Regions from separate parts of the Xenopus tropicalis genome. Here region 2 is linked to region 1. A link is a contact called in public Hi-C data. All regions are on one chromosome and are shown on one strand. Each heading gives the region's core, a stretch centred on a gene start, on an enhancer-like site or on the middle of the called end of the contact. The rest is flanking DNA. Distances are from core to core; before and after follow the strand shown. Region 1 overlaps dlgap1 (discs, large homolog-associated protein 1). Region 2 has its middle 29 kb from the start of tgif1.

Region 1 (5,959 bases), core at 2,255-4,754:
CTGTTCCCACGCCTTCAAAGGTGTTTGAGAGGTTTTATCTGTTTGCCGTTGTCTTGAAACGTCCAACAAAGAATGCAAACATTGCATAAGACTATAATTGGCATGCATGCATATGTCATATTTTGGTAGGTTGCTTGAAAAACAGGACAGCAGTACGTCGTACAGCAAGCAGGAGCCCATGGAACAAGGCCAGAATTAGGTGCTTATTCTTGTGTAGCAGTGTCAGGTCTACTTGTATTAATCCAATGATAGGTTCAGCAATGTGTTATACAAATGTAGCATGCTTTGCAGGGCTGTCCAGCTAGAGGCCCACAGGCAAGTTATGGCCTCCCAAACTATTTTTATGGCCCTTGGTCTGCCCAGTAATAAACCTGATTAAGGTCCTCCCTCAAAACCAGCAATTACACAGTTTATCTTAACTCTTAATACAAAGAAGACAGGGGTTTTCTAACACAACTGGTCTTCATTTAAAAAGAAAATTATTTATATTGTCCTTTCTGTTTACTACGCCTTTAATTGCTCTACTCACCATAGCAGATAGGGGTTCAGAACAGAAAATGAATAAAAGAGGGCATGAACAGATATATAAGCAAAATATGGTTGCCAGGGTTAGTGACTCTGGCAACCAGATAGCATTCTCAGTTGCAGCCCAGAATAAAGCATAAAAAGAATGCTTATAACTAGAAAAATATACAACTGATGAAAAACTAGAATAGGTTTTATATACACTGGCAATTGAGAACATGACTAACAAAATGTTTGACCTGTTCCTTTAAGGTTGCGCAGACTGACCCGGTCTAACAGTGTTACTGCTGCCGTGCAAGCAGATCTGGATCTCAGGGAGCATTTTGAATGCCCAGTGGAACTGGCTGACCAGGAATTCCAGTTCAGTAGGCCACTGGCAAAGCAGTATTCCCGAGATGCTTGTACCTCTACAGTAAGCATCCAGGGCTCAGGCAACCATTACCATGCTTGTGCAGTAGAGGAGGACTTTGATGCTGATTTTGATCCTTCCATATTACCACCTCCTGACCCATGGATTGACTCCATTACAGAAGACCCAATGGAAGCTGTGCACAGATCAGTTTGCCACAGAGATGGACATTGGTTTTTAAAGCTTCTTCAGGCAGAAAAAGACCGAATGGAGGGCTGGTGCCAGCAAATGAAGAGAGAGGAACATGAAAATGATCTACCTGATCCCAGTGAGTATTTATCATTAACTTTTGCCTGCAGTGAAAGGAAAAATTGTAACAATCTATACCCCAGTCATAAGTAAGGGTTATTCTCCATTTTATTCCCTATAGAAGAGTATATGATCAGTAGAGTTTCTGTTTGGGTAAAGTCCATGGAGAATTCCTCTACCAAGGCAAACATTTATGAAACTGCCATTTATATGAATGATTCAAAGTTTCAAAATTCAAGCAATGACTAAATTTAGGTATTACTCTTATTTATTAAAAAGGATTCATTCCTTATAGTAAGCCTTCTTTTATATTTCACATCATTCAAATCAGATAATATAGAAGTTCTACTGATCATACATGTGAAGGCCTGGTCATTCAGCCTGACCATATCAGTGGCCAACATGGTAACCCAACGGTACCAAGTGAATTGTACTTTCCCCCTGTAAATAATTCTTGCTAATCTCACAAATGCAAGTATCATCTAACCATCTTTGAGGATTTCTGTCATGACATGAAGTTTAGCCACAGGATATTGGACATTGGAATTTTTTTTAGCTTACAAATTCTACAAAATGACTGCTATTTTAAAGGTAGATGTAACTGTAAGTGATTTTAGACCTTATTATAATAAGTAGAGCCATTAGACAAGATAGAGTAAAATTACTGTTATTTTAGTCTGTTTTTGTTTATCCTTTTAAACCCTCATACTACAGGCCATTTTTCCATTTGAGATATCGGAAACATTTCAAAGACGGAATAAAATAGCTGCAATTGTTAATACACGTGGACATTGTAGGAGGCTTTCCTGCAAACAGAAATTTATATTAGGCTGCTTTTTTACTTAGAAATACAGTAAATTAGCATCAATGTGACACTTTAGACTAAAGAACAAATAGGATTGTAATGCCTTCCAATTATTTTGATTTGTACCCTCGATTTCTAGATCTCAAACATTTACAAAATAGGGGAAAATAATATAAAGGAATGAAATCTGCTGTTAAATGTAGTAAAACAGTGGTTTTATGTTTATACTTTCATAATTATCTGAGATTCACATTCCCACTCAGTATTCTTGCCTTCAATAGAAAATCAAAGAGCGATAGTGGCACTAAAGGGAAAATTCATCAAGGGTTGAGCCTTTTTCCCCTATGGCAGAATTGTTCCAAGGCTGCTCAGGATCCCATCAGTTGATCGAGCCAAACTGGTGCTGAAAATGTTTTTGTTCTATGTGAAAACTCTTAGATGCTTAAAGGTGTGGTTCACATTTAAGTTACCCTTTAGTACATTATAGAATGTCTAATTCTAAGCATCTTTTCAACTGGTATTCATCTTTTACATTTTTATCGTTTTTGAATTATTTGCTTTCCTCTTCGCACTCTTTCCAGTTTTCCAATTGGGGTCACTGACCCCGGCAGCCAAAAAACTATTAAGTCTACAATTTCATTGTTACTGTTACTTTTACTTAAAGTAAGTTAAAAAACAACACATAAATAAAATGAAATATAAAGAATGATTTAAAAGGCAAAACATTAAATTACCCATTAAGTGAAAAATCTCAGCAAAAACTTAAAACAATTAAGCAATTTAAGTTTCCTTTCCCTGGTGACAATAACAGTTGAATGTCCTCTTCTTACATTGATAAATCTGTCTATATGTGTCCTGTTTGTTTGTTAATAATAGGGAATTAATGAAAATGAACATACATGATACAAATATAGTGACACTGAAAATATAGGGGCTCATTTATAAACACTGGGCAAATTTGCACATGTGCAGTAACCAATAGCGACCAACCAGTTACTGGCTTTTTTTCCGCCAGCTGCAGGTTGAACAATGAAAGCAAACATTTTACTGGTTGCCATGGGTAACTGGCCAAGTGCATATTTGCCCAGTCTTTATAAATGAGCCCAAATGTCTTAGACCTAAGTCTTGATCAGGGCACGCTCAAATTAAAATAAATTAATGAAATTCATAAAATGAACAAAATAAATCATTTCTTTTATCATGCAGCGTATATAGTGGTACCCTTAAGGAAAATGGTGTTATATCCCTTTAAAAAGATATCCCTGTGTAACTTTGCTTTTATATGCATGGATGGTTACTGACATAAATGTGTATTTATTTATGTATATAACTCTATATATAGTTGTAAATAAAATGTGTAAAATAACCACGTACTATAAACTCCTATTAGAGTTTAATGAGGAAGTCCTAGAAAAGAAAGATTTGGATGTCAGTTGGAGTCGCAGCGCACAAGGCCTGTTTTTCATGCCACTCCCAGTAAAATGATCCAGGCTTTTGTGGGACAAAGCAGCCCTTGTGTGGAACAGCTGCTCCTCCGGCCGAGCTCATTACAACCTGACAACAGCCTGTAACGCTGCAAGGATCTGGGCTCCATTATCTCACTGGCAAATAAACTGCTTGATAGATTGAATAATTGTATTCCCAGCTAGAAATACAAACTGCTTGTGAAAGTGCACCGCGCAACTCAACGGCCTACATTCCACAGAGGAAGCCTTTTCAGGAATGTGTATTTTATTGTGAACACTTATATTACCCAATATAATAAATATAAAACATATTGTATTAAAAAGCAGAATGGGCAAGGTTTTAGGCTATTTGATTAGATCATACTTACAAGGCAAGACACTTGTTCTAACAAGAGGTTTCTATGAAGTACTGTACATTGTCATTTATTTAATTACACAGTGTGACACAGTGACAATCCTATATGGGTGGTGCTGGGGGCTAATGTCACACCAGGAGATTTGTCAGTGTTTTATCTACAATTGGTATTTGTCATTTTGGTCAACTGCAATCACCTCAGTTAGCCCTAAACTTCTACCTTAAAATGGGATCACACAGATATTAAGAATATAAATATACTTTCTTTTTCCAGAGAGGATAAAAACAGATACATTTTCTGGTGTGACTTTATCCTGTACAACTTTAGTTGTGGGTCGTGGAAAGGAGAACAGAGTTAAGAGAGGAGCACCTTCTATGGCAATGTTGCCCAAAGGTGTAATCCACTATTTCATGTTTGGGTGCTGTATTTTATATTAAACTATAATGTAATACAAAGTTTAGGGAGATTTCAGGCATGCTGGGGGCAGTTAAAATCTATTTTACAGACTACATCCAGGCCATGGGCCTCTAGGTGGACAGCCCTGTTCAATTGCATAAGTAATAGTCTGATTGTGGAGAGGTTAAAGAGGAAACCCCACTAGTCCCCCATTGTACTACTCAGCAGTAACTCTAGGACCTGAGTGACAAACTTTACAAGGTATTAACAAGTGTGTTCTGTGCTTAGGGCATAAAGTGAGTCAGAGGTAGAATTGTCTGCTCATCCTGACTCCTCACCATTGTTCCACCTGCTGAGGGGCACTGATAGTGCTTAGTAACACATGCTTGCAAAATATGTGGCCTAAAACTAGACATTTCATTTAAAAACAGAAGGTATTTTAGAATGTAACTTTTATTGTTGTGGTAGTGTTTTGTTGATAAGTTTATCAGTTATACCTCATGTCTTGTGTTAAATATTAATCAAACTTTCTATTCCTTTCATTATTTATTATGCCTACATTCTAGAAATTCTATTCTATTATTCTTTAGCAGATTCTAGGATGCGCTTAGCTATCAAGCCAAGTTTCTACAAAGTCCTCTGGACATAAATACATTCCATGCATAGCATATACAAATATCTATAGTTTATAACATGTGCGAATAGTGCGGATAGTAATATTTAGCCCCTGTAAGGAATCCTACCAGGGGTATGCTTGGGTTGGCTAAATATGATAAAAAAAAATATATACCTGCCCCTTGGTGCATACACTGGTAGTCCTGAATGTACTCCACTGACTGAAACTGGAACATGTGCCACCTTAGAATTAGACTAGCCTTTTTTTTATAAAGGGTAAGTGATCTTATCATGTGTTTTGTGAGACATTTGCTCTTTCCAGAGTTTGTATTAAGCCAGAAAGCAAAAGTGAAATGCTGTGTTTTTTAAGAAAGGAAGCAGAGTCTATCTTGTAAGTATAGGTATGGGTTCCCTTATCCAGAAACCCATCATCCAGAAAGCTCCAAATTAAGGGAAGGCAATCTCCAATAGACTCCATTTTAATCAAATAATTAAAATTTTTCAAAATGGTTTCCTTTTTCTCTGCAATAATAAAACAGTACCATGTACTTGAACTAAGATTTAATTAGTCCTCAATGGAGGCAAAACAATGCTATTTGGTTTATTTAATGTTTAAATGATGTTTGTAGTAGACTTAAGCTGGCCATACACGCAAGATATTATCGCACGAAACCAATATTGCAAAAGCTGCAGATATCAGTCGTTTCGTTGATCAGGCGGGTTGAAAGATTTTGATTGGGCACCGTTGAAGGCGCCCAAGAAAAATCTACTTTTAGGGCTAAATCTGCAGGTGGAGGTAGAATTCCTATTGTTTCTACCTTCATATCTGACGATTCAGCCCTGAATGTTAGTGGGAGAACCAATGGTCGCAGGAAAGATCGTAATTGCTACGTGTATGGCCACCTTTAAAGTAGGTAGATCCAAGTTACAAAAAGACCCCTTATCTGGAAAACTTCAAGTCCTGAGCATTCTGGATAACAGGTCCCATACTGCCAGAGAGTTCTACCCACCCTAGACATGAGCAGAGAGGCAGCTATAACTTTAAGAAGAGCAGTAAAATCAGTCATTCTCAGAACTAGGCTACATTACTCACCATTACACATTGTTGTCAGACAGTTCACATGTTTTACTCTAAACA
Region 2 (5,988 bases), core at 911-3,410, 69 kb after region 1:
AACGGTGCTTAGTGATGTACCGTATTTTTCGGACCATAAGACGCACCGGACCATAAGACGCACCAGTTTTTAGAGAAGGGAAATGAAGAAAAAAAGATTGAAAAGATGAAACAAATAGTGTCCTAAAATATTTTATGTGCATTAAAACCCAACCTGTACCAGCAGCACCCAACATATTGCTCCCCCATCTGTACCAGCAGCACCCAACATATTGCCCCCCACCTGTATCAGCAGCACCGAACATATTGCCCCCATCTGTACCAGCAGCAGCAATCAGGAATTGCCCCCATTTCCTGTAAAAGCAGCCTACCTGCTCAGGCCTCAGGATGGTTTTCTGCGCCGCACCACAGCGCCTCTGTCCCTCTGGCTGCCTTAGTTTGATATAGCCTACAGATATACTTTAAGAAAAGTTTTTTTACTTGCCCGTGTGGTCTCCGTGCAGGGCCCTCCTCTATTTACCGGCGCTTAGCTCTGGCGCTGTGCGCATGCACAATGACGCGCATGCGTATGGGCATGCGCGTCATTGTGCATGCGCACAGCGCCAGAGCTAAGCGCCGGTAAATAGAGGAGGGCCCTGCACGGAGACCACACGGGCAAGTAAAAACATTTTTTTAAAGTATATCTGTAGGCTATATTCGGACCATAAGACGCAGGGACTTTTTCCCCCCACTTCTGGGGGGAAAAAAGTGCGTCTTATGGTCCGAAAAATACGGTAATTTCTGTCAAATAACTCACTGAAACGTGTATATTATAATAAATAACGTACCCCCTGTTGTAAAATATGAGGATATTTGAAGTCACCTCGGAGTTCCATGAGCTGTATAAAAGCCTTGTGCTGTTATATGGTTATATACAGTAAATGGGGAGTCAGACCATAAGCTCAGGTAACTGACAGCACCACAGAGCATGTGTTGTGTATCAGCAGAAAAGAAGATAGGGAGCTACTATTCAGTGCCATAAATCTTACCTGCTTATGGGCTGTGGTTGCTTTGGGCTTATTAAGAAGCCTAAAACATAATGTGCAGCATTTTACCCTACTTTTTTGATAAGCCTTAGTTCTCCTTTAAATATACTAAATGTATGGTGATCAAATCTACGGAAAGAACACTTATTTGGAAAACTCCATGTCCCAAGCATTTTAGAAAATAGATCCCATACTTGTAGTACTGGTCTTTCATTTTTGAGAGAGAACCCTTGTTTAATAATAAGGAATGTCTTTTACTTCTCTATATAGTGTATATCTGTGACTAACCTAGCAGAGTTCTTTGTACAAAACTGTAATCATATATTTTTATAATGTGTTATAATGTGTTCCCAGCTAAAACAAACCAGAGTGTAATGAACTGTAACGTCTAATAAAGAATATAATAAAGAATAATAGTTACAATGGTAAGTAGCAGAAAATGATTTGGTAGTTATTCATATGTAGTCCAAAGCATTTATAATGTACTAGTTTCCATGTTTATTAAACTATTAAGGCATTATGGTATAGGCATCTCTAGTAGGATGCTGCTGTTTGATGATTTTACTAAGGAGACGCTTATGTACTTTTGATAAGCTTTTTAAAATTCTGGCTAATACGAGATCCTCCAACTATTGATCAGCTATATCTGTAATGTGTCAGACTCACTAAACAGTGTTCCTCCAGCTGTTGTTGGACACCAGTGCCCAGAGGCTAAAGTTTAAAACATACAGACAGGACGTCAGATTGCAAGCATGGCTGTGGCAGCGACTGATGTATAGTCTCTGTGATGCACTGTGGAATGTGGCTAAGTTTTAAAGAATGGAAATAATAATGAAACAACTGCAGGACTGTACAAGTGCTCTGCTGATTTCTTTGTATGACTGCATTGTATTTATTAAAATTTTAATACAGTCTGAACTGTAAAAAATAGGAAAGGAGTATCCTGGCTAGCAGTCCTACATACAGTAAGCTGGGGCCTATATTTTAGCATGTAAGTGTATGTATTGTGACAATTATTTTGCTCAGTTCCTTTGAGTTGGTTATAATTATAAATGCAAATAAAAAGGCAATGTTCTAGTGCTATTACTGAGAAGAAATTCTGTGCAGAATGTAGTGAAACACTAAACACAATGCTCAGAGCACCCACAGGAATGTCTGTAATCAGTCAGCTCCTCCCTATGATCCCAGCCTTTCCTGCCCGCTGTATAAACAGCTGTCACTCGCTGCACTGTCCATTCTCATTTAAGAAAGAACCACTGGCCTTGTCCTACTTGTTTGTTCTGTGTGTCCATTAGGTACTTGTACAGCTTATGTAAGGATTAAATCACATATTCTTTATGTATTCTTACCAGATGCAGAATTCTATCCAGGAAAATAATTAGGCAAAGCTTTTTTATGCTAATGCCAATCAGGACTGAATCACAGCCTGTGGAAAAACACAGGCCGAGAATTAGCCCCTACACTGGCATCAGCACTAAGCTCTGAATCAGCCCCGCGTGACATTAGTCTTACATGCAAAAAAACTTAGGTAAGTTATTTCCAGCCAGCCAATATATGGCCGAACCACAACCAGATACTGAATAGGAATACTGTGGTTTTGGTCCCATACACAAGCCAATTAACTGCTGACCAAGTTATGTTGTAAAGAACAGAAGGTATTTACTTGTGATATACATACTATGGCAAAACAAAAGCAGAAATGAAACAATAACTGTCATTTTAGAAATTGTGGGTGGAGTATATTTAGTGAAATATCACATTTCTCTTGGATCTCTTCTCCCTCCCCTTCCCTTGTTATTATCTCACCATTCTACCTACTGTTTGTAATCCTCCATTGTATTATTAGAACATTCCTTTTGATATTCATGATTTTTACTTTACAGTTCAGTTGCTCCTCAAGTGCCTCTTACTCCATGCCCATCATATATTGCCCTCTGTTCTGTAGGTACATGCTGTTTTTAGCTTTTACTTTAAGCTGCCCATGCATAGGCCAATGGATGCCTACTGCATTATTATACAGATCTGTCCTATGGGGTGCAGAAATTTAGGGAAGTATGTGACACAACATTTCATGGACAAACAGCGACTGAATTCATGCACTAAATACAGTCAACAAGTGGCACAAGTTTGGAGCAATCACATCAGAGCTGCAAATGTTCTGGGGCAAGTGGCTAGTTCAGGGCTTTTTGTTCATGTAGCACCCCCGACGGCTCTCCGCGATCAATATCTGGCTTAAATTGGGGCAGATCTCGACTGTGCAGGTTTGATTTTTCATTGGATCTGGGACCGCATTGGCTCGTTGATGCAGTCTGATGGCACCTATGCTCGCTGTTGTAATTCGATTGTTTGGCCATAGGGCTCACTTAGGTGGGCATGTAGATCAGATCTTACTGTTTATGGCCACCTTTACACTGGCCGTGCACCTTGCTTGGAAAACAAAGTTCTGGTCTAAAATGAGTACTCTGTTCTCCTTTAAAATGATTAGCTGTACCAAGCTAATAATGTTAGCTATTCATTGCAAAAATAATGTGATACCTCTGTTTATTTTATTGTGTCACCAGTGTATTTTTAGAATGCGTTTGTTGCGCTCATACTATGGATTAAGTTAATCAGTAAATCACAAAACACTCTGTGTGCAGAGCAGTTTATCCATTAATGTCACAGAAAGGGAAATGTAACATTTGCTAGTGGGGCCCCAATTTCGTCCTCAGAAGCAGGCTAGGACTGCAGTTAAACACAAACTGAAGTGCACTTTCCCAGTGAGTAATTTGAGCTGCCATAATTGGTTAAATGAAGTGTTAACTGAAAGCAATGAAAAACTTTGAAAACCTGGCCTGCTGGACTCCAGCACCACTGCTTTGTGCTGAAGGGAAATCTGTTTAATACAATCCTCTGTTTTGGCTCCCTCTGGTGGCAGTACAGTGATTGATGTCATGGAAGATGTCCTGCATGTTATGCAGACAATAACAATGTAATAACCAAGTAATACATCCTTGTATTTAACACTTTCTTATATCACAGTATCAGCTGCACACTCCTACCCAACAGACACCAGCAAGACAGGTATAACTCTATTTTCTAACTTAAATGCTATCCAAATGACAAACTACTTCAGCAACACACACCCCCATTCTGAAATTCTTTCGCTTGTGGGCTTAAAAGCTGAGGTATATCTCTATTATCTGGAAACCTGTTATCCAGAAAATGTTACAGCAATGCAATTTCCTGTAGTTTCCAAACATCACCGGGTACTCTTATTAAAGAGGTACACAAACTTGCTGATTACATTTTTATATTTTACAGGTCATCTACAATTGTGCAATTATACTCCAACAATAATATTATAAAAACAGATCATTTAAAGTCCCTGAGTTTCTCCTTCATGCTTTCTGTGGCAGCTTTTGTAATTGCAGAGTTTATAGCCAGAGGTGTAAAAAGAGGGTGTGTGAAAAACTTTAGGAAACCTGCTCTGTAACAAACGATTCCGTCATTGTTAGGATAATGTATCATATTACCATATACCATTATGCACTCTGCCCTACTTCTCAAATAGATGACCTTATAGCACCTTCACTATAATTCCCAAGTCCCATAACCTTCAATGTAATGGTCAGTTTTCAGCACTAGGTTTTCCCTTTCCTGCATTCCCAGGTGTTTTCAAGGAGAAGGAAAGGTAAAAACATAGCAAGCTTTATTAGAAGGGTCTATGTAAATACAACCATAAACAATTACAGAACTGAGACTTTGAGCCCTCAGTTAAAAGGAACATCATCTCCTTTTATTCTGCATACATTATCTTCTGTGTCAGACTTCCTGCTCTCAGAAGAATCCTTCGGGGCACAGAACAAGTCTGCCTAGTTTGCTCCTCTCTCTCCCCAACTTCTGCACTCTCCCCCTACCCTTTCTGCAGTAATCTGAGTAAAACTGCTATCTTAAACAAACAGAGGGAGCTTCAATGACTGTTTACTCAGGTATGGTAAAGCATTCTGCAGAATAAATATAGCATTCTAGCTTGCTCTATTGTGAATAAAATAAAATGTAAATATGCCTTTCATTCTCCTTTAATGTCCCCGCACCCAAACATCTGACAAGCCTTTCTCAACAACACTGTCACTGTCCTGTACTACTTCTAGCACCGTTACATTAGTTATATGATTTTTATCTGCTGCCACAAATGGCAAAAATTTGAAAACCCTAGTCATAATCTAAACTATCATTTAGATTATTCCCTGACATAGCAGGTTACAGGTTGCAAGGACATGTAAGTACTAGAGCATCATACATTGTATTGGGAAAAGCACACCTCGATACTCTGGGAAATGCCTTTAGGTCATTTATTTAAGCAGAAATGCAGCACAAGCTTTTGGGGGAACACCCCCTTCCTAGAGCATGACATCCAGTTCTTAGCTACTCAATATTTGCTGCTACAAACCCCCCATAATTTCCCTGGTAGGGCAGGGTAGAATGCCAAAGGGACTCAAAGCTATACTAATTGTACAGCGCTGCGGAATATGTTGGCGCTTTATAAATAAATGTTAATAATAATAATAATACCCTGGCAAATCTACACACCAGCTTCAGCTCTTCCCACCTAAAACTACCTGCATCATATACTATCCTCCCTTCACACTATAGCACTTATGTAAACATGCACATCCTACAGCCACTATTTCTCCTCCTCTCTCTCATGCTCTCTCACCTCCTGCACTGCCTACTACTTTGAGAACACATCAGGATAGGACACTGGCAGAAATCAGTACTATATGCTTAAAGATCTCAAAAAAACATATAATAATATAATTTGCAAGATGTGCATTGAAAAATGCCCATCTTGTAGATCAGTTATTAGATACACATTTTGTGGCCTAAATTCTGACCAACATGTATTTAAAACTTTCTGACAAACATGTATTAAAAGTGCATATCAGGGTCAGCTTCCCCTTCTCTGATAAGGACAAGGACAAGTCAGGCTCATGTAAAGTAAAGAGCAATTTATTTATCTGTAAACAGTAGCCAGTAACATT

The links. A called contact is a pair of places that touch in the nucleus more often than the background predicts.
Region 2: a contact with region 1 is called in a Hi-C map of neurula embryo, with 2.0 times the contacts expected there. The contact joins two enhancer-like sites. A contact is called at or near these places in 2 of 5 Hi-C or Micro-C datasets (brain and neurula embryo).

What each region holds. Positions count from the first base shown.
Region 1 is chr6:106,852,202-106,858,160 of UCB_Xtro_10.0, forward strand. It overlaps dlgap1 (discs, large homolog-associated protein 1), which reads left to right. Exons shown (of 10, transcript NM_001130357.1): 7 at 778-1,202. Among named protein-coding and RNA genes, the nearest start is that of tgif1, 41 kb to the right of the region's middle. Within about 2 kb of position 3,505, at least 2 of the 11 cell types and tissues checked have an H3K27ac peak or open chromatin away from gene starts, as enhancers often do. A contact at or near this core is called in neurula embryo, where this site is marked.
Region 2 is chr6:106,922,546-106,928,533 of UCB_Xtro_10.0, forward strand. No RefSeq gene overlaps it. Among named protein-coding and RNA genes, the nearest start is that of tgif1, 29 kb to the left of the region's middle. Within about 2 kb of position 2,161, at least 3 of the 11 cell types and tissues checked have an H3K27ac peak or open chromatin away from gene starts, as enhancers often do. A contact at or near this core is called in neurula embryo, where this site is marked.